Linked DNA regions of Sus scrofa: region 2 is linked to region 1. The links are chromatin contacts, called in public HiChIP or PLAC-seq maps. All regions are on one chromosome and are shown on one strand. The core of a region is the stretch at or near the end of the contact, and the rest is flanking DNA. Distances in the headings are between cores, read along the strand shown. Region 1 holds the start of BNIP3L (BCL2/adenovirus E1B 19 kDa protein-interacting protein 3-like). Region 2 has its middle 46 kb from the start of PNMA2.

Region 1 (6,573 bases), core at 1,903-4,402:
TCACCAGTTCAATCCTCTTGCATGAAGGGGAGTGGGGGGAAGGGAGAAAAGGAAAAAGTATTTCTCACTCTCTCCCCAAGTTTTCAAGGTCCCACATGTAACTCATCCTAACTAGGGAGTGAAACATGTCATTACGTCTTATCTTCTTTCCTCAAAACCTTTATTTCATCTCAAGTACCTGATGCTGGAATCTGGAATGAGAACAGTCACTAATACTCTTCTCAAAAAAGGTTGACCTTCTTGCACAAGTACCTGCTTATACACCACTTAGGTGTTCAAAACAATATCATAAGGCATTGAAATTTCATGTGTCATGGCCTTGAAAGCCTTCTTGCCATCCTGGGGAAGCAAGTGCAACACAGTAGATGCTTAAAAAGATAAAAAAGGGCTGTAATTCCAACATGCACAAATTATTACCATAATTTTCCTTATATTACTTACTGAATTTTATGACATAAATTCCCAATACAAATATTTGTAAGTGACCTGATAGTTTTCTCTAGAATAAAACTATCAACTGAAAAATGTCCTTTTAATTTTGGAAGTAGTTCAGATATTTGTCCACTAATTTGTAATGAAAGTGAACAGTTCCCTTACAAGGATAAACTTTTTAAAAAAATCAAAGAAAGCTTTCATTATTCCAAATATTTCAATAACTTGCTATTAAAACTCTGCTTTGACCCCTGCACTAAAGATAAAATCCCAAGCCAGAGATAATCTGTACAATGAGTTCATCTCCTGTTTTTTTTCAGAGTTGTGCAACTTTACCCAACAAAGAACTTCAACTTATCAGCAATTTGGATAGTATTAGATGCCTGAATAAGTTGTTCTGCTCAGTGCCCAAAATCACTTGAAGGAATCAATAAGGCTTGTTTTTGTTCAGTCTAGTGTTGTATAATGAGCTAAAAAAACAGTAAAAGGCATGAGGAAAGTAATGAAATATGGCACTATCTAAAAGCTTTTCAGTAACATTGAAAAGCAGCTCACCCTAGCTTAAATAAAATACTTTCTATGTAGCAGACTTCCCAAAATGTGCAACATTTTGATAGCACACACAGGCTGAGTGTTCTTCCACTTCTGTAAGACTGAATACAAATGGAGCAGCAACTGATTGGCCAAGGACATCAAACATAGGTCTGTCAGGACATGGAGAAAAACCATCCCATATAGCTCATCCCCATTTTCCTGTCACATGATCAAAAGAAAATAAAAATCCCTTCACTTTCTGTGAAATTGTGTATACATATTAACCAAATAACCAACTTGTATCATAGGAAAACTGGAATACAATTAGGAAACAGTGTACTAAAAAGAGACAGATCAGCAGGCTACCTCTAAATAACAGGTAGGGTAACAGAGAATAAGAAACACACATAATCAGGGGATAGTGGGCCCCTGAAAAGATGTGTCCTGAAAGGAATGCCAGACGGGGTGAAAGTAAAACCTCCACTTTAGGACATAACCTGCTGTGAACATGGACAACACACTTTACTCTAGGCCTCTTTCTCTACCAGTAAATAAGAGTAGACAGTTACCTCTAAAGTTTCTTCTCATCCTAAAACCACATCCTTCTAAAAGAGGAGGCTAAAAACTGGTAAGTAATGTTAAAATGCATATTCATATTTGAAGCAAGTAATGTTTAAAGACACAAACATTAACCCTAATTTACTGTAGGAATTAATATATAAACCTTACGTTCTAGAACACTTCAAAAAGTTTTTAAAAGTCAACATTTAAGGAATTATCCATCAGAAGGAGCAGCAGCAATAAGGAATGAAAACATCTTGAAAATACTCAAATTCTATCCCCATCTTGTGAGGACAGGAACTCGCTTCCCTAAAATTTTTAGGCCATGCTGAAACACCTCCCTAGGATGAAAGATACTTAAGTGCCTTTGAATGTCATTTAAGCATCCAAATGATTTTTAAACGACTTCATCTGGCCATATGCTAACTGTCCCAACCACCTCTTCCAGGAGATGAATTACAGGAAGGTTAGGCAAGAACCTTTCCAAGACTTGCAGCCAGCTTTAAAGACAACTGGAAATAACCTTAGGACGTGATGTCTAAGCACCAGGATGTTAGGAAAAGCAACTGTAGTTGGTCGTAATTCGATACTGCCCTTAACTTTCAACTGCCCCGGTGTACGAAATTCATTGCCCCAGTCACTGTGATTTGTGCGATCTTGGATGGTTCAAGAGCTGTTCATAATCAGGTTTACAGGGCAAATAACCTCATCGTTTAAAAAAAAAAAAATTACTTGAGCAACTCTGAAACCTCTCAAAAAAAAAGTATCATAGCTTCCTCACCCCCCCTCACGTGATACAAGTAACCACTAAATTACCAAATAATTTTCCTAACCAGTCTGTGCTAACAAAGGGACGCAACAAGAGGGCTCACGTTCCGAGCCCTGGAGGGAAGGCCGACCCAGTGAGGGGTGGTCACCGGGCCTGGCCCAAGCTCCGCTGCACACTGGACCACCCGCCAGTCCCTCGGTCGCCCCCTCCCCTAAAACCGGCGCCTGCGTCCATCCCCCGGCGTCCCCGTCGCACGTCCCCATCCCTGCCCACGTCCCCTAGGCGGCCCGCTCCGCCCACCCTCCCTCCCCGCGCCCCAAGGCCCGCCCCTCCACGCCCCGATTGGCTGCACTCAGGGGCTCACCACAGGTGCGATCGGCTCGACCCCCTGATCTTCCCACCCACCTACCCTTCCCAAAGGCGAACCCAACAGCCCATCACCCAAGAACTCAGAAGGGAAAAGAGAGAGGTCAGGAGGAAGATAAGAGCAACTCCTCCTGACGGGTGATGGGAGCTGTCAATCACCCGCACATCCTCGACCTCGACCAATGGGCTGCCTTCTTTTCCCGCCCCCAGCGCGGAGCTGGCGGCGGCGGCCCGAGCAGCTCCTCCTCCCCCATCCCCTTTACCGAGCCCGCCGGGCCAGCACTTACTGTTGAGGCCGGCTGGCGGGGGCAGAGACTGTTCACCTTCCTCACAGTTGTTGTTGTTGTTGTGCAGAGGAGGCGGCTGCTCTACTAAGTGAGACATTGTCAGGCGGCTGGAAGAGCTGCGACCGCAGCAGTACCGTCTCTGGTTCTCCGGCAGCAACACAACAAGCCGAGTCCCCCGCCCCCTTTTCTGCGCCTGCGCAGTCCCTCCCCCGCCCCTGACGTCAGGGCCCGCCCCAGCCACGTGATGACAACACAACTGGCGACGGGGCGGGGCGCAGGCGTGCCCAGGAGAGCCACGGACTTGGAGACGCGCGAGTCACGGTGACGCCCGCGCCAGGAATGAATTCTTGCATGTCATTTGTATTGGCCGGATGGAGTGAGGTATGCGGCTGGAACCAGGATAGAGGATGGGCACAAGTGTGTCATGAGGAAGTGCAAGGCGCTCAGGCGCTGGCGCCCAAATCTCCCACACCTACAGTATCAACATTGTTTTATCCAATCTGTGAGCATTTCTTTTTTAATATCTGTAAGGACTCAGTCAGTAATAGGTATTGTGCTGACACAAAGAAAGCAAAAGAAGCCCTGGTGCCTCCCCGTCGTAAACCTAAAATAAAGCTGGTGGAACATTGACACTCCAGGCAGGGAACAATAAAGGCAGGCCAGACTTTCTAGTTGTTAAATAATGCAAAAATTTTTCATTACAGACCCCACGCAATCTTTGTTTTAAAAAGATGGAAAAGTTCAGGAAAACATAGAGAAGAAAACAATCATCCACATTCCATCACTTAACAATTTCTAGGACATAACATGGGAAGCCATGTTTCTTATACGTGAGTGACAGTAAACTATGTTCCAGAACACTCGCCCTGCTTCGTATCTCCATGACTTGTCGTTTCCTTGGTCTCATTTATGTGTGGCATTTATCTCAGCCTATCGCTTGTCCTTTAACCCTGTTTCATTCCTCAGAAGTTAAAATTTTCAGGCAATCACATCTATTATTTTCATATGCCTTGGGAACACCCTCACAGCAAGATACTGAATCCAGTCCCTATATATTTTTATAATTTTCTTATAGGTTTAATTTTTGTATTTATACCCTTAATCCATCTGAAATTTATTTTTATGTGTTGTGAATTGCTTAACTTCAGTTGTTCCCAATTGACCCAACAATATTAATTTTTGAGTCATCCTTTTCACACCAAAATGGCACCTCTATCAAATTCTAAATGAGTCCATTTCAGGTTTCTCTACAGTAGCTCTATCAGATAAATATTAGAGAAAGGACCTCCTTTTTTGTCTTTAAAAATTTTTTCATGACTAATTACTCTTCAGATGAACTTTGGGGAGATAATCGACATATTTACAAAGTTGTATACCATTCAGGCTGATATCCCTCCTTATTCTATCCTAAGTTTTTTAAAATGTTTGTATTAAAGTATAGTTGATTTACAACGTTGTGCCAGTTTCTGCTGTCAGAAAAGTGACTCGGTTGTACATATAAGTACATTCTTTTTTATGTTCTTTTCCATCATAGTCTGTCCCAGGAGATTGGATATAGTTCCCTGTGCTGTAACAGTAGGACCTCATTGCTTTTCCATTCCAAGGGTAATAGTTTGCATCTACTAACCCCAAACTCCCAGTTCATCCTTCTCCTTCCCCCTCCCTCACCTTGGCGACCACAAGGCTGTTCTCTAGTCTGTGACTCTGTTTCTGTTTTGTAGATGGGTTCATGAATTTTTTAAAAAGATGTTCTTCAAGGAGTTCCCGTCATGGCTCAGCAGTTAACAGAACCCAAATAACATCCATGAGGATGCAGGTTCCATCCCTGGCTCTCACTCAGTGGGTTATGGATCCAGAGTTGCTGTGAGCTGTAGTGTAGGTCAGTGGCTACAGCTCAGATTGGACCCCTAGCCTGGGAACCTCCATATGCTTTGAGTGCAGCCCTAAAGAGAAAAAGGGTGTGCTTCAAAAAGGTCGTAAACATTTCTTCATCTTTTTATACTCATTTTTTTTTAATGAGAAAGTTTCATTTTCTATGGTTTAAATAGATAAAATTGAAATTACTTTTTTTTCTCTTAAGGAAACATCCAGACCTAGTGCTTTTTCTAGGGGGAGGGGTTAGCTCTGTTTCTGTAGGATGTTACCTTTATTCCTTATATTGTGTTATATGTCCTCTCTTTTCTCAGGATTATGTTAGGTAATGGTTTATATCTGTTTTATTGACTTTTTATAATCTAATTCCTTCTCTCTCTCTTTCTCTCTCTCTCTCTCTCTTTTTTTTTTTTTTTTGCATTTTAGGGCCAAACCCACAGCATATGGAAGTTCTCAGGCTAGGGGTTGAATTGGAACTGTAGCTCCTGGCCAATGCCACAGCTAGAACAACTTGGGATCCGAGCCACATTTGCGACCTACACCACAGTTCACGGCAACGTTGGATCCCTAACCCACTGAGCAAGGCCACAGATTGAACCTGCATCCTCATGGACACTAGTTGGGTTTGTTTCCACTGTGCCACAATGGGAACTCCCTCTAATTCCTTCTTCCAAACTGTATTATTCTTAAAGCCTTTTTTATCAGATTAATTGAGATATACTTCACATACCTTACAATTAATCCATTTAGAGTTCACAGTTCAATGTTTTTGTTATATTCACAAAGTTGTGCAGCCGTTAATCTAATTTTGAACTTTTGTCACCCCAAAAAGAAACCCTGTGCTCATTAGTTGTTATGTTTCCTCTTTCCTAACTACTTATATCTGATGCTTATTTCATTTTTTTTTTATTTAGGTGTTTGAGAATTTTTCCCTGGTTAGAGTATATTTTTGTACTATTTCAAGTTTGGAGTTTTTGTTTTTGTTTTTGTTTTGTTTTTTTGTCTTTTTGCCATTTCTTGGGCTGCTCCAGAGGCATATGGAGGTTCCCAGGCCAGGGGTCGAATTGGAGCTGTAGCTGCCAGCCTATGCCAGAGCCACAGCAACTTGGGATCTGCGACCTACACCGCAGCTCATGGCAACGCCAGATGGTTAACCCACTGAGCAAGGGCAGGAATCGAACCTGCAACTTCATGGTTCCTAGTCGGATTCATTAACCACTGCGCCACAACGGGAACTCCTGGAGATTTTTTTCTTAGGTTTTCTTTGAAACCTAATATGTAATTCCTTTTTTAGGAATGTTTTATGAGTATTTGAAAGAAAGTATAGTTTCTGTGTTCAGGGCAGCAAGTTTGATGTATCTAATGGAACTACCTTAATAATAATGTCATATAAATTTTTTATATTTTTCACCTTTGTATGTCTCGTGGATTTCAATTTATATTTCCCATTCCTAATGTTTCTATTTCTTCTATCTCTTTTGTTATGGTTGATGCTTCATTTATTTGATACATAGATATTCATAACTATCATTATGAATTTGTCATAATTTTGTCCTCAGTCCAACTTTGTCTGATATTAAAATCATAATGCTGATTTTTATTATTGTTATTATCCTTATCTTGTTTAGTCCCAACATTTTTTAATAGTTCTACCCATTCTTTTAAGTTCCTTCCGTTATAAATCACTTCCTATTTGGTGTGCCGCTTGATAACTGCAAAAAAGTAGTCTTTGCATTTGGGTCTAATCAGAGT
Region 2 (6,573 bases), core at 1,095-3,594, 65 kb before region 1:
CTCCCTGCCAGGCTCCTCCATGTTGCTTCAGCAGTGCCAGGGCACTGACCTCACTGGGAGGCTACACCCACTCCAATCCCATGAAAAAGACAGTCCCACCCACCACCGCCTTGGCGTGGGAGGAGCTATTGAAAACCACACCTGCCTTAAGGGAAGCTAGACAGCCAGCATCCTCGCTTCTGACACACAGGTGAAGAAATTGGGTCATGGAATGGCTTTGCCAGGCCATTCTCAACCATCAGTGACTCAGTGAGGTCAAAATTCCACAACAGCCAACCCACAAGCCGTGTGACTTCAGGCAGGTTACTCTGCCCTGTGCTTTATCTTGACATGGGATTGGGCCGGTGCCAAAAGTTTTTTTTTGCCCAGGGCTCTGCAGGGGCAATTCTGGGATCCTGCCTCTTAGACCCTGTTAGGTTAAATCCTGATCCCAGCACAGACTAGCAAATCAAGGAATTCTGACTTAAGATAATCTGGATGGTTCTATATACCTAGGAGCCAGAGAAAGCCCCCAGATGTGTGCATCTGTGTGGGTCTGTCCATTGTGATGCCATCAGTAGCAATAAAATTCCTCTGTGGTGCTATGTAAGAGTCCCTCACAAAGACTAAACAAACAGACCACAGTCAGTCCTAACACAGACCCAGCCTGTAAGGAGATGTGCATATCAGAGGATGTCCAGGGGGAGTTCCTGTGGTGGCTCAGCGGAAAGGAATCTGACTAACATCCATGAGGACGCAGGATTGATCCCTGACCTTGCTCAGTGGGTTAAGGATCTCGCATTGCCCTGAGCTGTGGTGTAGGTGGCAGACTCAGTTCGGATCCTGCATTGCTGTGGCTGTGGTGTACAGCTATGATTCAACCCCTAGCCTGGGAACCTCCATATCCTGTGGGTGAGTCCCTAAAAAAAAGACAAAAAAAAAAAAGAGGAAGAAGATTGCCAGTCTGTTCAGGCGCCTGTTCCATTTGACTCTTAGACACTGGTGCTGTTGAACTCTATTTGGCTCTTTGCTGTGTTTCTAAAGTATCCAGCAAGGCCTCTCAAGTTCAACGTCTTCTCCTTCCAGGAGGGAAAAGGACTAAGCTTCCTAAGCAGCTGCCATGCTGGGAATAGCTCATTTCACATACTTTATAAACCTTCACAACAGTGAGGCAGTGTCCCACCTGCAGGAGAAGACTTAAAGGCTGGGAGGGCTACCTCCCCCTGGGTCACAAAGCTGAGGGTCACACAGCTGACTCTGCAGGCACTGAATGGGCCGGGACCTTTCCGGCTGGCCTCTCACTCCTCCAGTCCTAGACCCCAGTAGGCCAGCTCCTCCATCTCCTCATTCTCCCGGCCTGGGGGGCACCCAGATCCCTTCCTTCTTTCAAGGCCCATGCTTCCTCCGCCCTGATGCTGGCAAACCCGGAGGTCAGATCTCCACAAGTACCTTCTCCTGGGGTCCTCCTGGTTACCTCATACTCCAGTTCCACACCCCAAGAACCCGCACAGAGCCCACAGGGAAGTCGGGCTGCGGGTCACTGAGTGCCCATCCCTCTGCCCCGCCAGCCAGCCAGACAGTGCCGGGACACGAACCCGACTGCCCTTCGCTCCTGCGCGGGACAGCGGCCAAGGGAGGAAAGGGCGGCGGCTGTGAGAACTGCCGGCGGGGGAAGAACCGAAAGGCCCAGAAACGCGCTGTGAAGAGAAACCTCCCAGGCGCAGCGACGCGCGGAGCCAAGTCTCCGCGGGCGCCTGCTAAACCCTATTCCCGCCTGGCGCCTCTGCGGGTGCCTCTCTCTCCCGAGCCCCCTCCTCCGCAACTCAGGCTCTGTCCCTTCCCCTACGGACCAGTGACGATTCACCAGGGACAGTCTTCCGCTTGACCCGCCGGACGAGACCAGGTCTCCACCCAGGCCAAAGAAAGGGGCCCCTTGCCCCCATCTCTTTTCCACCCCGGCCCTCCCCTTTTCCTCTCGGTCAGACTCTACCCTCCACTTCCAGTTCTTTCCCTCTCCTTCCCCCTTCCACCCCGCCCATCCCCACCCATCCCCACCCTTCCCCACCCATCCCCCCTCCTCATTCCGCCCCTTCCCCCTCCTCCCCAGGGTGTCCCCGATCCCACTTTCCTGCCCGCACCCCCCTCCCGCCCCGCCCATCTCCCCTCTCCACACTGTTCCTTTCGCTCTCCATCTCTTCTCCACCCTGCCCGACCCCACCCTTCCCTCCTCCTTCCTCCGCCCCCTCTCCCTTCTCTCCAATCCTTCTGAGTTCCCCACTTCTCCCCACCACCCCGCCTCTCTACAGGTCAGCACCCTTTCGGTCCCGCCCCTGCCCCCGCCCTCGCCGCAGCCCCGGCACAGCTAGGCGTATTCTCCCGGGCTCTGCACGTCACCGCTCGTCCCACTTCCTGCCCAGCCAATCAGCCCTCTCCTCCGCACCCAGCCTCTCTTCCCGGGGGAAACCTGTGGCCGGAGATGCGGAATCATGTATGGTGTGTGCAGTCACCCGGCGGGAGGGCAACTCCGGGTGCGGAAGAAACCGGAAGATGGCCGGGGTAGGGTGGGGGGAGGGAGCCAGACATCTATCATTTAGCCGCAATCAGAGAACTGAAGTTAGTTGCGTGTGTTTGGCCCTCTGTCGCTTACAAAATACTCTCCTACAAATGCTCTCTCTTGGGCCTCAAAACAACCCAGTGAGGCGGTGTTATCTCCTCATATCGGAGGAAAGAACAGAGTGGCGGGATCAAGTGGCTGCGCCAAGGTCCCAGGCTGGGCGGCGGAGGCTGGTTCTTTTGGGGATCCAGGCCGGAGTCCGCGTCCTCACGCTCAGAAACCAAGGGCCATTGAAGGCCTGGTTGATTTTCGGCCCCATTTGTGATCCACTTGCCTGGACTACTGTCCTAAGAGTTTCGATGGTGCAGGCATTGAAAAACGGGAAGATCGCAGGGATGAGAGGCGGAGCTTAGGGCGGAACGTTTAGGTAGGGGAAGCCGAGAGAAAGGGTAAACTGAAAGGGTGGCCTTGGGATTTTTTCCTGTACTAGCCTGGCAGGTTGGTGGGGGGGGGGCGTTTCAAAGAGAAAGCCTTGGGAGCTGTGACGGAATGGCAGCAACTCTGGGCGGAAAAGCTACGTATCAGTGCACAAGAGTAAGCACAGTGCACGGCGCTGCTAGCATCCTGCGAATGGAGATCTAGCTATACCGCCCAAAGAGCCGCGCTCAGACACTGCGCCGCAGCAGGAGCACACCCAAAACAAAAGGCCTGGAATAAAGGTCAGGGGAGGAGGAGTCGGCTTCTTCCAGAGTCTCCTTCACCCGCTTGCTCTGTCTTACCTTTTGCTGCAGCTTCTTCCTCCGGGTATCTGCGGAGCTCGCCTCCTCTACTCAAAGTCTCCTTCCCATCGAGGCCAACCCCTTCACAGTTCACCTTTTCTCCCTAGCATTTATCAGGATCTAAGCAGTACTTTTCAAACCCGAAAGTGCGGTGGGTCACCTTGGAAACTTTCTACAACGCATATGCCCATTCAGTTGGTCCAACGTGGGTGCCTGTGTTTCTAACTCGCTCACGCACTGTGCTACTGCTGCCTATGGAGCTGTGCAGGACACTTTGCATAGAAAGGACCTAAGAAATGCTCTTGTGTCTCGGCGGGTTGAGGATCCTGCTTTGTCACTGTAGCGGCTTGGGTCGCTGCTATGGCAAGTGTTCCATGCTTTGCCCGGGAACTTCTGCATGCCCCGGTGTCGCAAAAAAAAAAAAAAAAAAAAAAAAAAGGACCTGAAACACTAGATCCTATTTTTATCTTGTTTTACATTCTTTTTCTTGCACCATAATGTAAGTTCCAGGAGGGTAACGATAATTTTATTTTGGTTTTTTTTGTTGCCTGCTCTATCCTCAGCACCCAGAACGGCAACAGCAGGAGCACGTGGCTCTTTACTGACTGAAGGAAAGAAGGAGTGAATGAGGTACAAGCCAAAAAAGAAAGCAGAGGTGATAAATCCAATGTCATACAAAGTGGAATTCAAAGGGGAAACCATAAATGAAACAAAGGAAATGTGGAAAAAATACTTTTTTTGTATTTATTTAAAAAAAAGGAAATAACAGTCACAGACCCTTAAGTCTTGAATAGTATGATATCAACTTATTTAAAATAAAAGCTGTTCAAAGAACAAGGAAAATCCTAAATATCACATTGATTTTAGAAACTAACTCCTTCCATCTTGGTCTGATCTCATAAGAGAATGGTGACATGGAAGTACTGAAAAAGAAATTCACTTGATTTATTTACTTTTTATTGTGGTTAAAATATACTTAACAAAAATCAGTAAAAAAAAAAATCTAGCAGTGTAGCCCTTTTTATATGTATGGTTTGATGACATTAAGAACATTCACAGAGTTCTCATCTTGGCTCAGCAGCTGGCAAAACTGACTAGCATCCATGAGGTTTCAGGTTCGATCCCTGGCCTTGCTAAGTGGGTTGAGGATCTGGCATTGCCATGAGCTGTGGTGTAGGTAGCAGATTCAACTTAGATCCTGCATTGCTGTGGCCCTGGCATAGGCCAGTGGCTACAGTTCCGCTTGGACACCTACCCTGGGAACCTGCATATTCCAAGAGTGTGGCCCTTTTTAGGAACTTATTTTCTCAACCTGCAACTTTTTTTTTTTTTTTTCAGGGCTGCACTAGCAGCACATGGAGGCTCCCGGGCTAGGGGTCCAATTGGAACTACAGCTGCTGGCCTACACCACAGCCCTAGCAGCTCGGGATCCCAGCCGCATCTGCGACCTACACCACACCTCATGGCAACGCCAGATCCTTAACCCACTGAGTGAGGCCAGGGATCAAACCCGAAATCTCATGGTTCCCAGTCAATTCGCTTCTGCTGCACCACAACGGGAACTCCAACCTGCAACTCTGTACCCACTAAGTCTAACTTCCCATTCCTCCTCTCTAACCCCTGCAGCCCAGGCAACCATATCCTAATTTCTGTCTCTGAATCTGACAGCTCTAGGTACTTTGCATAAATGGATTCAACAGTATTTTGTGTCTGGCTTATTTCACTCAGCATAATGTTCTCAAGGCTCATCCATGTCGGCATTTCCTTCCCGTTTAAGACTGAATAACCTTCCGTTTTATGTATATAATACATTGTGTGTATCTATTCATCTGTTGATGGACACGTGTTGTTTCCACCTTCTGGCTACTGTGATAATGCTGCCATTAACATGTATGTACAAATATCTGTTCGAGTCCCTGTTTTCAATTTTTCTAGGTATATACCCAGAAGTGGAATTGCTTGGTCATACAGACCATTCTTTATTTAATTTTATGAGGAATTGCCATACTGTGCTGCAGCTGTATCATTTTGCATTCCCTCCAGCAAGGCACAAGCATTCCAATTCATCTATATCCTTGATTGCATTTGTTATTTTCTTACATTTGTTGGTTCTTTCTTTAAAAAAAAAAAACCCAGCCATACAGTTGCGTGTAAGGTGGTAGCTCATTGTGATTTTTTTTTTTTTTCTTTTTAGGGCCTGTGGCATGTGGAAGTTCCCAGGCTAGAAGTTGAATCAGAGCTGCAGCCCACATCAGCAAGGGATCGGTGTATCCTCATAGATACTAGTTGGATTTGTTACTGCTGAGACACGACTGGAACTCCTCATTGGGGTATATACTAGATATTCATTCCTTAGCAGATATATGATTTGCAAATATCTTCTTCCATTTTGTAGGTTGCCTTTTCATTCTGTTGATACTATCCTTAAGTGTAAGTTTTTAATTTTGATAAAGTTCAATTTATTTAATTTTCCTCTTTTGTCTGTGCTTTTGGTGTCGTACCCAAGAAATAATTGGCAAATCTCATGTCATGAAGTCTTATCCCTATGTTTTCTTCTCAAGAGTTTTATGGGTTTTTTTTTTTTTTTAGGCTCTAATCTAAAATTTTTTTGTACCCACATTTTTTTAATTGATGTCTAGGTGATTGACTATATTTAAGGTGTACAGCAAAGTGATTCAGTTTTATATATATATATATATATATTTAGATTCTTTTCCATTATAGGTTATTACAAGATATTGAATATAGTTCCCTGTGCCATACAGTAAGACCTTATTATTTCCTATTTTATATTTAGCACTGTGTATCTTTAATCCCAAATTCCCCATTTATCCTGTACCTTTCCCCTTTGTAACCATAAATTTGTTGTTTGTATCACGTTCTATAATTTTAAGAGCTCTCTATTTACCTTTACAGAGAATATGTATATTCTTTTTAAAAAGCCTATACATCTCAAAAGTAGAAATTGTACAGGCCACAATATCTCACTGCAATAAAAACTAGTAGTTAATATACTTGTATTTATATATTTAAAAGTTGCTCAGGAGTTCCTGTCATGGCTCAGCGGAAACGAATCTAATATCCATGAGGACACAGGTTCAATCCCTGGCCTTGCTCAGTGAGTTAAGGATCCAGCGTTTCCAAGAGCTGTGATGTAGGTCGCAGATTCAGCCCAGATCTTGCATTGCTATGGCTTGGTGTAGGCCAGCAACTAGAGTTCCAGTTCAACCCCTAGCCTGGGAACCTCCATATGCCGCAGGT

The links. HiChIP or PLAC-seq counts read pairs in DNA pulled down with a chosen protein or histone mark.
Region 2: an H3K27ac HiChIP or PLAC-seq map of alveolar macrophages shows a contact between it and region 1. The contact joins the enhancer-like site here to the promoter of BNIP3L in region 1. A contact is called at or near these places in 1 of 5 promoter capture datasets (liver), 8 of 47 Hi-C or Micro-C datasets (alveolar macrophages, embryonic fibroblasts, epiblast stem cells and 5 more) and 2 of 2 datasets of contacts at active chromatin or transcription factors (alveolar macrophages and skeletal muscle).

What each region holds. Positions count from the first base shown.
Region 1 is chr14:10,315,267-10,321,839 of Sscrofa11.1, reverse strand. It overlaps BNIP3L (BCL2/adenovirus E1B 19 kDa protein-interacting protein 3-like), which reads right to left and starts at 3,152. Exons shown (of 6, transcript XM_001927592.4): 1 at 2,950-3,152. The coding sequence starts at 3,046.
Region 2 is chr14:10,379,217-10,385,789 of Sscrofa11.1, reverse strand. No RefSeq gene overlaps it. Among named protein-coding and RNA genes, the nearest start is that of PNMA2, 46 kb to the left of the region's middle. Within about 2 kb of position 2,344, at least 76 of the 83 cell types and tissues checked have an H3K27ac peak or open chromatin away from gene starts, as enhancers often do. A contact at or near this core is called in alveolar macrophages, embryonic fibroblasts, epiblast stem cells and 4 more, where this site is marked.